Linked DNA regions of Mus musculus: region 1 is linked to region 2. A link is a contact called in public Hi-C data. All regions are on one chromosome and are shown on one strand. The core of a region is the stretch at or near the end of the contact, and the rest is flanking DNA. Distances in the headings are between cores, read along the strand shown.

Evidence for each region. Hi-C and Micro-C count contacts between places; a contact is called where the count stands out from the background.
Region 1: a contact with region 2 is called in a Hi-C map of pre-B cells, with 4 times the contacts expected there. The contact joins the promoter of Acss1 here to the enhancer-like site in region 2. A contact is called at or near these places in 4 of 39 promoter capture datasets (the C10 cell line, liver and pre-B cells) and 1 of 484 Hi-C or Micro-C datasets (pre-B cells).

The regions. Positions count from the first base shown.
Region 1 is chr2:150,666,078-150,671,647 of GRCm38.p6, forward strand. Acss1 (acyl-CoA synthetase short-chain family member 1) reads right to left here and starts at 2,163. Exons shown (of 14, transcript NM_080575.2): 1 at 1,808-2,163. The coding sequence starts at 2,120. It overlaps E130215H24Rik (RIKEN cDNA E130215H24 gene), which reads left to right and starts at 1,417. Exons shown (of 2, transcript NR_040331.1): 1 at 1,417-1,880; 2 at 2,384-2,855.
Region 2 is chr2:148,566,039-148,571,598 of GRCm38.p6, forward strand. No RefSeq gene overlaps it. Among named protein-coding and RNA genes, the nearest start is that of Gm46770, 6.7 kb to the left of the region's middle. Within about 2 kb of position 1,998, at least 65 of the 459 cell types and tissues checked have an H3K27ac peak or open chromatin away from gene starts, as enhancers often do. A contact at or near this core is called in pre-B cells, where this site is marked.

The sequences.
Region 1 (5,570 bases), core at 913-3,412, 2.1 Mb after region 2:
TTCAAACTCTGTCTGGCTCACACAGCTCTAATAGTAGAAGAATAGAGGCCAGAGAATTCCTAGAAGACCACACCCAAGCCTCACCATAAGGCTGATACCACTTCTTATCAGCTACAAGCTTGGTCGTCCCAGCGGCCTTGACCTCTTAAGGGAGGAGAGGTTTCCAAAGAAGCCGCACACTTTCTGCCCCCTTCCTTCTGCAAACTGCTATACTCACTTGAAGGACACTTTCTGCAAACGCAAGAACTTCTTAACCCAAGTTGAAGAATTTGCTGACTCAAGTCTAAAGGCAACACTTATCTAGTAAAAGACTCATTTAGATTAAACTTGTCAAGTGATATAATATACGGGGGAAAAATGACTTGTCCAAAGTTTCTTTAAAGTTTTGTGCTTTAAAAAAAGAACAGGGGGCTGGCAAGATGGCTCAGTGGTTAAGAGCGCTGACTGCTCTTTCGAAGTTCCCGAGTTCAAATCCCAGCAACCACATGGTGGCTCACAACCATCCGTAATGAAATCTGATGCCCTCTTCTGGAGTATCTGAAGACAGCTACAGTGTACTTACATATAATAAATAAATAAATAAATAAATAAATAAATAAATAAATAAATAAAAACAGACCCTATAATTTCTGAATATATTAAATCAGAACTGCTACAGCTTATTGATCACCAGTAAGCCTGGACAGGTTACTGTATCCCCACCCCCAGCACTGCGGTACAGACAGCATAAGAGGTGAGTATTGCTTTCTCATTTTACAAATGGGGCGATTGAGACGCACCAAAGCTGAAGAGGTAGTGAAACTGCAGACACCAGATTCCACCTCTAACTTTGGTCCTTAAACAAAGCATCACCTGCCACCTCGTCTTAAAGACCTTCAGTTCGTCCCTTACGCATCTCTGACCCATCCAACCCTCGCTCCCATCCCACAGGAATGCAAAAGTTCCCAACCCTCTGCTGTGCACCAGAGACACAGCCTGTCTGTCCAGCCCCTCTCAGTCCAACCCCTCCTTCAGTTCTCGGCTCCTCCGTGTGTTTCCCTGCCTCCACCCTCAGCAGAATCCGGGCTCATCAGAAAACTGACAGCTAGAGTGACTGATGTGTCTCGTTTAGAGATCAAGGGGGAGGCTGGTACATAGTCCAAGCTGGCTTTGAGTTCAGCTCCTCTTGACTCAGACTCCGGAGAGCTGAAGTTACACCTGCCTTTGACACTGTAGACGTTTGTTTTTGGGGTGCAGTTCTTAGACCGAGAACTTCCTGCCCACATACCCCAACCGGAGGAGATAAGCAGTTCCCTCCCAGGGGCTGACACTTTCTTCTTCCTGCACCCACCAAGCTCTGTTTACACTGCAAGGTTTGTCCTCAGGGGAGCCTCGAGCCCTAGCACCTGCAGTTGCCGATAGCAACCTATGTACTTTGCGTTTACCCTGCTGATCTGGGGGCCCTGAGTCAGAAAAGCCTGGACTCTTGGAGCATGGGCTCTCTCCATCTAGGCCTATCTGGGGTCCTAAGCTTTGTGTCTGAAGACAAAGCCCCCTAGAATCTGTGTTAGGGTAGAACACTCTGAGGTTAAACCGGGTATCCCCAGTTTCCCGCTAGAGACAGCGCTGCAGACTTGGGAGGGTAACTGCTGCTTCGCCAGCTGCAGTCTCTAGATCCGGTGGAATACAGAACAAAGTGACGTGACCCAAGGATTAGGGTGGGTGGTGAAGCATTCTGGAGAAAAGAGCCAAGGCCTGGGGGCAGCTGCTACTGACTGGAGCCTCCCGAGTCTCGGCGAAAATGAGCTGGACCCAGCAAGGCACTCACCAGACACATTCAACTGGCCTCCCAGGAACCAGCCGATCTTGCCCGTCCTGAAGTCACAGTCCCAGACAGTATGGTAAGGAGTGTCCCAAACTAGTGTGTCACGGGCCAGCGGCCCCCAGAAGGCGGCCGGCTCCTGGGCTGCCTGAGCGCTCAACGCGGGGTACGAGCCTGGTTGCGCTGCTGCAGGAACGCAGCCCGGGAGTCGGGTGGCGGTCGAGCGGGACACGCTCAGTGACCACCCCGATTGTCCAGAGCGCCCTTGCAGGCCACGCAGCAGTCGCCCCACACCGCTGCCGAGGCTGCGCGCCGCCATCTCGCCCGACGCCCCACGCGGGTGCGGTAGCCTGAGCGCCCCTAAGAGTCTCCACGGCCCCGCCCCGGCTCCGCCCCCGCGGCCACCACCCACTACTTCTCTCCCGGAGAAGCAGCTTCCTTGAGCCTGCCCCTTCCCACCTCTTCCCTCCTGGACAGGGACTCCGGGAGGTGGGTAGAACTAGGTTTTGTTGTGCGCCCAGTCCGGGGCTAGCCCGCGCTCTCGGCTTCAGTTTCCTGGGTTTCTGCGATCTCTTTTTACAGACCAAATAACTTTCTGGCTGGCGACAGAAGCTGCAAGTACACGGTTGGCCCAGCCTCCGGACCTGGGACACAGGCAGCGCTCTGAGATAAGATTGGGAACGCGTCTAAGTGGTCATAAGAGCGAAGCAGCTCACAGATGGTGTGGATGAACCGTCAGTTGGTTCAGCATACCATAGATTGAAGTCAAAGCTTTCCTCCTTAGGAGACCTTCTGAGAGTAAAGCCCTCTCCCAATGGTGTGGGCCTGTACAACCATGCCACACACACATAAATCACCCGCAGCGGGCTAAAGGGCTGATGAGCAACCCTGGGGGCCTTCAAACAGGAAAGGAGGTGCTATGAAGGCCTGAGTCCAGTAACAATATTTTGGTTACCAGCTGCTGACCTCTGCCAGGGCAGGTACCACTTCCTTGGGACCCTTTGCTGATTCCAGGTGGTGGGAAGCTATGGGAAAGAATAAATCAATGTCCATATCACATTGGGCCTCGTTGACCATCAGCTCCGTCATGAAGTTCAAGTTTTTGTTACTGAATAATCAAGAGTAAAAAGAAATGTGTCTCTACCAAATACTTAAGAAGTGAATAAATAATAAAAAAAATAAACACTAGAGGTCGGAGACTTTGGAAAACTGGTTTGTGGAGTTCTTCGGGCTGGCAAAGACTTTTTCCTGTTGGCAATGACAGCTGTAGATAGGTAGTTTCCTTGGAGGGGATACTGTGGGCAAGCTGCTGAGGAGGAAGGCGGTGCCAACAACTAGCACAGGCATATGTCCTGCCCTCAGCCAAGCACTTGTCCTTAATTCAAAAGTTAGGCAAGTGGGCACAGTGGTGCACATCTGGGGTCCCAGCTATTCACGAGTCCAAGGCAAAAAGATCACACCCTGGAGACCATGAGTTTGAGAGTAGCCTGAACAACATTGCTAGTCTCCACCTTAAGAAACCAAATCAAACCAAAAGCTAGGCTAGGGCCAGAAACAAAACAATGGAACACAGAAGGTTACATAGTGCTCGAATAAATAAGGAAGCACTCAAGCTAATAAAAAGAGACTTATAAAAGAGCACATTTTAGTTGAACACATAAAGCTATAGGTAAGAGAAAGGGCAGACTCTGCCAGGTGGTCTGAGAGATACCCACCAACACTTCCTCCTCCAGTGTGTACTCGGCATTTCCTGCTCCACCAAGACCAGGAGACTGAGCTGGAGGTGTGGAAGCTGAGTTGGGGGTGTGGCTCAGAGACAAAACACCTGCCTAGCATGCACAGGCCCTGAGTTCTACTGTCAGCATGCATAACCCTCTAAAAGGATGAAGATCCAGGCTAGCTGACCTCCTAGCTTTACTCCAGAGGACATGGCAGAAGTGATACTTTGACAGGCTGGCTAGATGCCAAGGCTGTGTTGAGGAAACCCTGTGTGCTGCTTCTTTTTTTTTTGGTTGGTTGGTTCCCAGCTGCCATGGTGTGAGGGAGTTGGTCCTGCCTTCTGGGGGCAAAGAACCCACAGAGAGACTGAGTTGCACCAGCCCACAACCAGGAACAGCTCTGGACAGATGTGCATCCACCTTGGCTGCTCTATACCAGGTATGGAGCCTCACCCTCAGCACAAAAGGCCTTTCTAGTGATTTGCGAGGTTGGAAGAAGTCTCAGATAATCTTAACTTTATTACTCAGCTGTAGCTAGCTGGCACAAAAACTACTCCTAAAATGTGAGGCCTTCCCTTTGCCAGTTCCTACACCTCATCCCCTGCACGCGTTGTCTTCTCTCTCCTTGTCTTCAAAGTGCTGGAGTTCTCAATCCTCCACTTTCCCCTCCAGGTCCCCTTGTCTTTCAAGCTGGAACCTGGAACCAGAACGTTTCCTCCAGTTTCAGCCCATATTCAAATGTTAGGTTTTGCTTTTGTTTTTTTGAGACAGTGCCAGCCTCAGACTTGAATGACCTTGAACTTTTAATCCTCCGCCCTACCTGCACTTCTTGTGTATCACGCAGATGTGTCACCATACTTTCTATATGGGATGTTGGGAACCAAACCTAGGGCTTCAAGCATTCTAGCCAAATAGTGTACCAACTGAGCGCAGCCCCAGCCCCTATTTAAATGTCTAATTAACCTCTTAAATATACCACATCCTGAAACCTCTTTCTCAAACACTGTCCTTCCAGATTAAAGAAGGTGAATACATGTTCTCATTGTTCAAGTGGCATATAATCTTGTCAACCTAGACTTTTCTCTCATACATGGTACTAGCAACCTATTAGCAAGTACCCCAGGGATCACCGTCAGAATAATAGCCCCTCCCCCACCCCACCACCACTTTTTAAAAAAAATATTATTCAGTGGGCTTGCAGTTGTGTTCACCCTTTTCTTGTATGGCCTAATCAGCTAATGCAGTTTCTTTAAGAACAAAGGTTAAGGGCTGGAGCTATCTGCAGCTGTGGCTCAGTGGTGGAGCTATTGCCTAGCATGTACAAGGCCCTAGGTTCCATCCCCAGCATCAGGGAGAAAAAGGAAGAAAGAAAAGGAAAGGAAGAGTAGGATAGAAAAAGAAAACAAAGATCAGGTGAGGTCTGTCTGCACTCAGAACAAGCCAGTGTCTCCTACACGCCTTTCTTCCCCAGTACCCTACCTGGCAAGGCTCATCCTTCATATTGGAAGAGCTGCCCATGGACTTTACCTCATGAGCATCTTCCAGGCAGCAGAGACATACTGACTGCTGGGCCCCATGGCAGGCTTAGTGCTTCACAACCTGCATTTACCACATCCCCAGAAGCCATATGTGTACAGTCAAGTATGAGAAATGCCCAGGACAGAGGTTTATGCTTATAGTCCCAGCTACTTGGGAATCTGAGGCAGGAGGATCCCTTGCTAGCTGTACAACACAGCAAGATTTTGTCTCCCAAAAGGAAAAGAGAAGAGAAAGGAGATGGGAGGGATCTAAGAGAAAGAGGAGGGGTCTACTTGATCCAGGCCCGCCTCCTGCGGGTGTTTTCTCCACCCTCACTTTTTCAGTCAGCAGCCATACTGGCCTCCTGACCTCCAAACAGCAGGCACACTCCTGCCTCAGAACTTTGCACAGACTACTTCTCTTGCCTGGGTCACTTTGTCCTAGAGACCCATATAGACCACCTCCCTCCACTTCCTTCAGACCTCTTCAAACTCCCTTTGTCCACAGCTCTGTTCTGTCGCCCTCATGGATGC
Region 2 (5,560 bases), core at 748-3,247:
AGCTGTGAACAATGGGTTATCACCTCCTTGGTGTATCAAGCCACTGCTATCAGATAGTCATTAGAAAGTATTGCATGGAGAAAGATAGCTTATCATGTTGCTGTATTTATCAAAAGAAGTAAAAAGGCTTCACACATGGATAATAGTCTCAACAAGTGATATTCAGATCCACAGAAGCAAGTTCATATATACTCGCAGGAACTTCAAGGGTCCAAGCTAAACTAAAGGAGCAACTGGATGACCCATGCCCTGTTAGCAACCCAGTTACTATTTTCACTGCTTAACCTTCAAGACTGACCTAGTCACTCTAAGCTTCAGAGTCCTATATATCTAGACTAGCATGGGGACAGACATCCCGCTGTCCTCTTATTTAACACCAGAGTGATATTTGTCACATTGTAGTCTTCCATTTATTGAACAGAAAAAAATGGCTTTGTGTAACAATATTATTCACCCCAAAAGTGATTAAAAGAACTTATTGGAAATATGTGATAATTTTGAGTATACTGCCTGACAAACAGCCGATACTTAGTGTTTTCTACTACTACTGCTCTAGATTTTTATATGTGAGAGTCTCATGTTCTATTCCACTTTTATCTTTATCTACAGCGACAGGGTGGAGGTATCAGTGAGTTATATGCTAAGTTTGTATCTAAACAATATAAACTTCAAGATCTCATGTCTATGCAGACTTATGCGTTCATGCAAAGCAACAAAAAAAAAATGCTGTCTGATGGGCAGTGATTTGATGAAGGAGGCAGGGGACATAGAAGGTGTTTCACTTTCCTGTTGGCCCTAGTGAGGTTAGCACACACATTAGCTCTCAGGTAAGATTCTCATACCTATTTGTTCCACTCTCTACATGCCACCAAAAGGTGCTTGAGGCCTGACCACAGATGGAACAGCTCTAGAGTTACTGGCTACCTTCTAGGGCACAAGGCTTCCAAAGAACACAATGATAATGGAATTTTCCCTGAAAAGTAGAAAATCTGATTGAAATTCTTAGGCAAGCTACCAAAGAGCCTTGCAGTCACCTTCTTTTTCTTGGCTATACTTTTGACAGATAGATAGCAGCATATGTCTACTCTGACTCTAGGGTACATGACTCTAGGGTATTTGTTATGTCATTGAAGTCCATGATGTCTCCCCTTGATGAAGAATCCACCTTATGGACATTAGGACATTAACCAAGCAGACCCTCCTAGGGTAGAATAATTATTCTTTTCTTCTCAATGTGAGGGCTCCATGAGGAGATTAACATTTGAAGAACAAGAAAGCATTGCCACATAGTGCTCTTGCCAGGACCTTGACTTTGAACATTCTGATTTCTAGAACCATGAGAAGAAAAGATGTGTCCATTTAAGTGACGATGCCAGGAGTTAGTTCTGATAAATGGGAGAGCTGCTGAAATACCTCTAAATATGGAAATGTCTTTGGAACTGGGGGTAATGAGACATTGGAAGAGCTTTGGGTGCATGGTAGAAGAAGACAAAGTTTAGGATAGTGAAGTGAGGTTTCAAATCAGTTCTAGTGAGATCTCTTTAAACAATGAGAGAGCTACAGAGAACTGCTTCATCTTCTCAGACATCATGTATGTAACTGTGAGCAGAATGTTGGTGGAAAGACAGATGGAGCTGGAATGATGGTAGGACATGCTCCCAATTCTCCTGCCTCTGCATTTGGGAACCCAAACCAGTCACAAGGTTAGTGACTACAAAGACCATAGAATGAGATTCTATCTAAAAATGAACAAAAAAGGAAAATAGCAAGCAAGCAAGCAAGCAAGCAAGCAAGCAAGCAAGCAAGCAAGCAAGCAAAGGACAGATGATCAAGGTCATTCTGGTGAGATCTCCAATGAAAATGAGGAATGTGTTTTGGAAACTGGAGGAAAGGCATGGTTTGTATGAAGTGGGAATGAATGTGGCTGGGTCATGCTTGTGGTCTTGTGTTCTATTGAAGGTGGGGCTTGAAAAGGCTAGTGATGAAATTTCTAAGCAGTGTTGACAGAGTGTCTTAGTTCCTCTTGGCTGCTTATAGCAAAAGCCAGAGGAAGAAGTGACTCCAGGACACACTTATTAAGCAAAGAGGCAACCAGACATTCAATCTTTGAAAAGTCTCAAGCTATTTATGTGGCCAAAAAAGAGAAATGCTGCTGGAAGAGAACACACAGAGAGTGGCCAACTGACCCTTTGATAAGGTTAGTGTGGGTGTGAACCACGGACATAATCAGCTACCCCAGCAGGAAAAACTGCCAGTTTGGACAAGAATATGAAGGAATGAAGCAAAGTTATCTGATGTCTAGGATTTTATAGGACAAGTTCATGGAGCTATTGGCCCTGAAAGTGTCCTATTCTTCAAAACAAGGAAAGACTGACCTCACAGGAAATCCAGAGATCATCAGGGTCACCTCCTTGGCTTTAAAAAAGGGAGGCGACTGGTTCACATTCAGCAGGCCAGATGACCTTTTCCCAAGTCCTTGGCTTTCCACTTCTCCTCAGCAGAGGTGACCACAGCTCCGGTGGGTCTGTAAGCCACAGAAGATTATTCTCCAGGCTTAAATATGCAGGAGGCGTGTTGCCAATATGCTTGGCAGGTGTCACTCTTTGTCTCCATTCACCATTCCTGTCTTCTCTCCACCTTCTCTTCTAAGTGAGAATATACCCTGTGCCCACCACATTACCTTAATCTGAAAACATCCACATTGTCTGGTTTGATACATTCACCTATGAGGAAGAATTCTATCTCCAGACAAATCAAAACCTTGAGATTCACTCATATCCTATTTAGATGATATTTAAATTAAAACTTTGAATTTTATACTTTAGAGTCTAGAATGAGCTAAGATTTTTGTGAGCTCTTGGAATAAAATGGGTAATTTTTGTGCAAGAAGAATATGATTATGGGGTGGAGTACAGGATTGGAATGTTGTAGACTGGATAGGTCTGTCAGGATTTTTATTTTAAACATTAACCCTGCTGTGATAGTATTAGCAGGTAAGGTTAGGTCATGAAGGAGTCCCTGATGAAAGGAATTAGTGCCACTGCATTCTAGAGAGCTCTTCACCCTTCTGCCACTTGAAGACATAGAAGGAAATAAATACATATCACTAGGGAATATATATTACTAGAGAATCAGCCAATATTGTGAACTTCATCTTTCAGTGCCCTGGGCTGTAAGAAGTACATATTTCTTAAGCCACCCAGTATATAGCCATTTGCTGTAGCAGTCTGAAATAAGAAAACATGTCAATGAGGTTTGTTGTTGTTGTTGTTTTGTTCTTTTTGTGTGTGTGTGTGGTTTTTTTGTGTTTTTTGTTTGTTTGTTTGGTTGGTTTTTCGAGACAGGGTTTCTCTGTATAGCCCTGGCTGTCCTGGAACTCACTTCGTAGAACAAGCTGGCCTCAAACTCAGAAATCTGCCTGCCTCTGCCTCCTGAGTGCTGGGATTAAAGGCGTGCGCCACCACGCCCAGCGTCAATGAGTTTTAAATGACACAATAAGTGTCAAGGACTGGACCAATGGGAAGAATTGTCAGTGAGTATTGACAAAGCTCTAGACTAGTAAAGGAAAAGGGGGGTCTAAGCCTTAGAACTTAGAATGAGCAGGGGCTTTGAAGTCACATTCTAAACCAGGCATAAGGCAAAGCTAACTCTGAGCAAGGAATTTGGCTATACTGCTTTTTTCATGCCCCAGACCTCCTCAAACCCTAGGACTACTTCCACAACCACCCAGAGTATTCTTTCTGTCTGTCTGTCTCATTTTCCTTCTTACAGTTTATCCCTGATCTCCATTATCCACAACGATCTTTTACACACATTCTAGTATGTTATTCCTCTACTCAAAGCCCCCATCCACTCAACACTGCTGCATGTGTCTTTCCTGTTGGCTTTACATTAAGATCTAAACTCTTCTTGGCCTCTAAGGATGCCTATGATCTGACTTCTGATCCAAACCAAAGCCTGCTCTTTCCACTATCAAAGCATTCTCTCTCCTGCCCAATAGAGCCACCAAAGTTCTTCCTGAGCCAGGCTTCAGACTCAATTTTGAGAGATGTCCCTCCACATTTCCCATAGTGAGCTGCTTCTCATATTCTTAGAGCCCTCTTCTTTGCAAAGTTCTTTCCGGAGCCCACATCCCATGCTTTTTCTCTTGGTAATCCTCTTCCCTCTCCCTGCTCCACACCTTCCTCAGTGCCAGTACACATGTAGGTGTAGCCTCATAGAGGCTGTGCTTAGGTAGGAACTTTCACTTTCCAGGGGAATCAGGACACTTTCTGTACTCCCCTGCCCAGACATCACAGCTCTCTGTTCCCAACCACAATCATGGCGTCCATCCAAACCTGGAACCCATTTGCGTGTTAAGTTATGCACTGACTCAAACTTAATGCCAAGATATGCACATTGTAGGTGAGTTTTCTCTTTGAGATAATATGCAAGTGCCTCAATGGGCTGTGGTGTCTTGATTTAGTTAATGCTTGGGAGGGTTTTGGTGTTTTTTCATTCTCTTGTACTGGGATTTTGGACAAGGAGTCTTCTATGTTTCTTTGAGGGTCTGCAAACGATCTCCACCACACAATTATCAAAGATCAGCGCAATAGATTGGTAAATTGTACGCCTACACTTTGAGATAAGCCCTGATCTCAAGCCCCGGAACTCGAGGCTTCCACCATATGACCTGTGAGAGCCAAATACCAACTTCTTGTCCTAGTGACTTGGAAGTGGGAAAATAATGAGTGTTATTGCTATAAAGAGGACCAAGCTTATAGTAGATAATGACCATCACCTTGGACATTACACATAGAGAAAAGTGCAAAACACATCAAAGTTGTGACCACCCCAGGAACCAGATTCTCATTTCATTCTTTTTTTGTTTATTTATTTATCTGCCTAGGAATTCCATGATAACTAAAGTGATGACATTTGTAATGAAAGGATGGTATCAGCCTGGAATTCCTGCTGTCAGGATAAATAGAAAATCCTTTGCTATTTGATTGTCTGGGATGAAATTAATCGCTCCCCATAAATATCGAATAAAATGATCTGTTTGTTCTAGGAGCAGCTGGAACAATCTTCTGTTTGCTTTCTCCACCCTCGTGCTTATCCTTCTCCTCAGAGTAAGATGACTAATTGGCTTAGCAAGGTCATGAAGTCACATGCTCTCCTTTCACACTGCAAGAGTCCTACAGACCCAGTTGGTGTGCGTGCCATGTCGAGCCTGTCCTGGAGAGTAAGCTGCCCTGTGCTGGGCACTGTACTGATTCCTCCTGTTTTCTTACAGTTGGTGGTCTGGGTCTCCTCCAAGCACTGGTTGGAAGCCTGAGGAGAAGGCCCTGGAGGGGCTTTCCACTTGTATGGAGACAACTCTCACCATGTTCATCTTCCTAATAACCAGGCCTGAAATACAAACATGTATGCAGGCGTGGGCCAGTTCCCCGAAGAAACAGCCCTCTCCACATTAGCCTTTACTCCTTCTCCCCTCTGGTCCTTTTCTACTTCCAGTGCAGTAATATTAAGACATACTATGAAGAGTAGAGTTGCTTCCTGTTGACAATACATGCATATA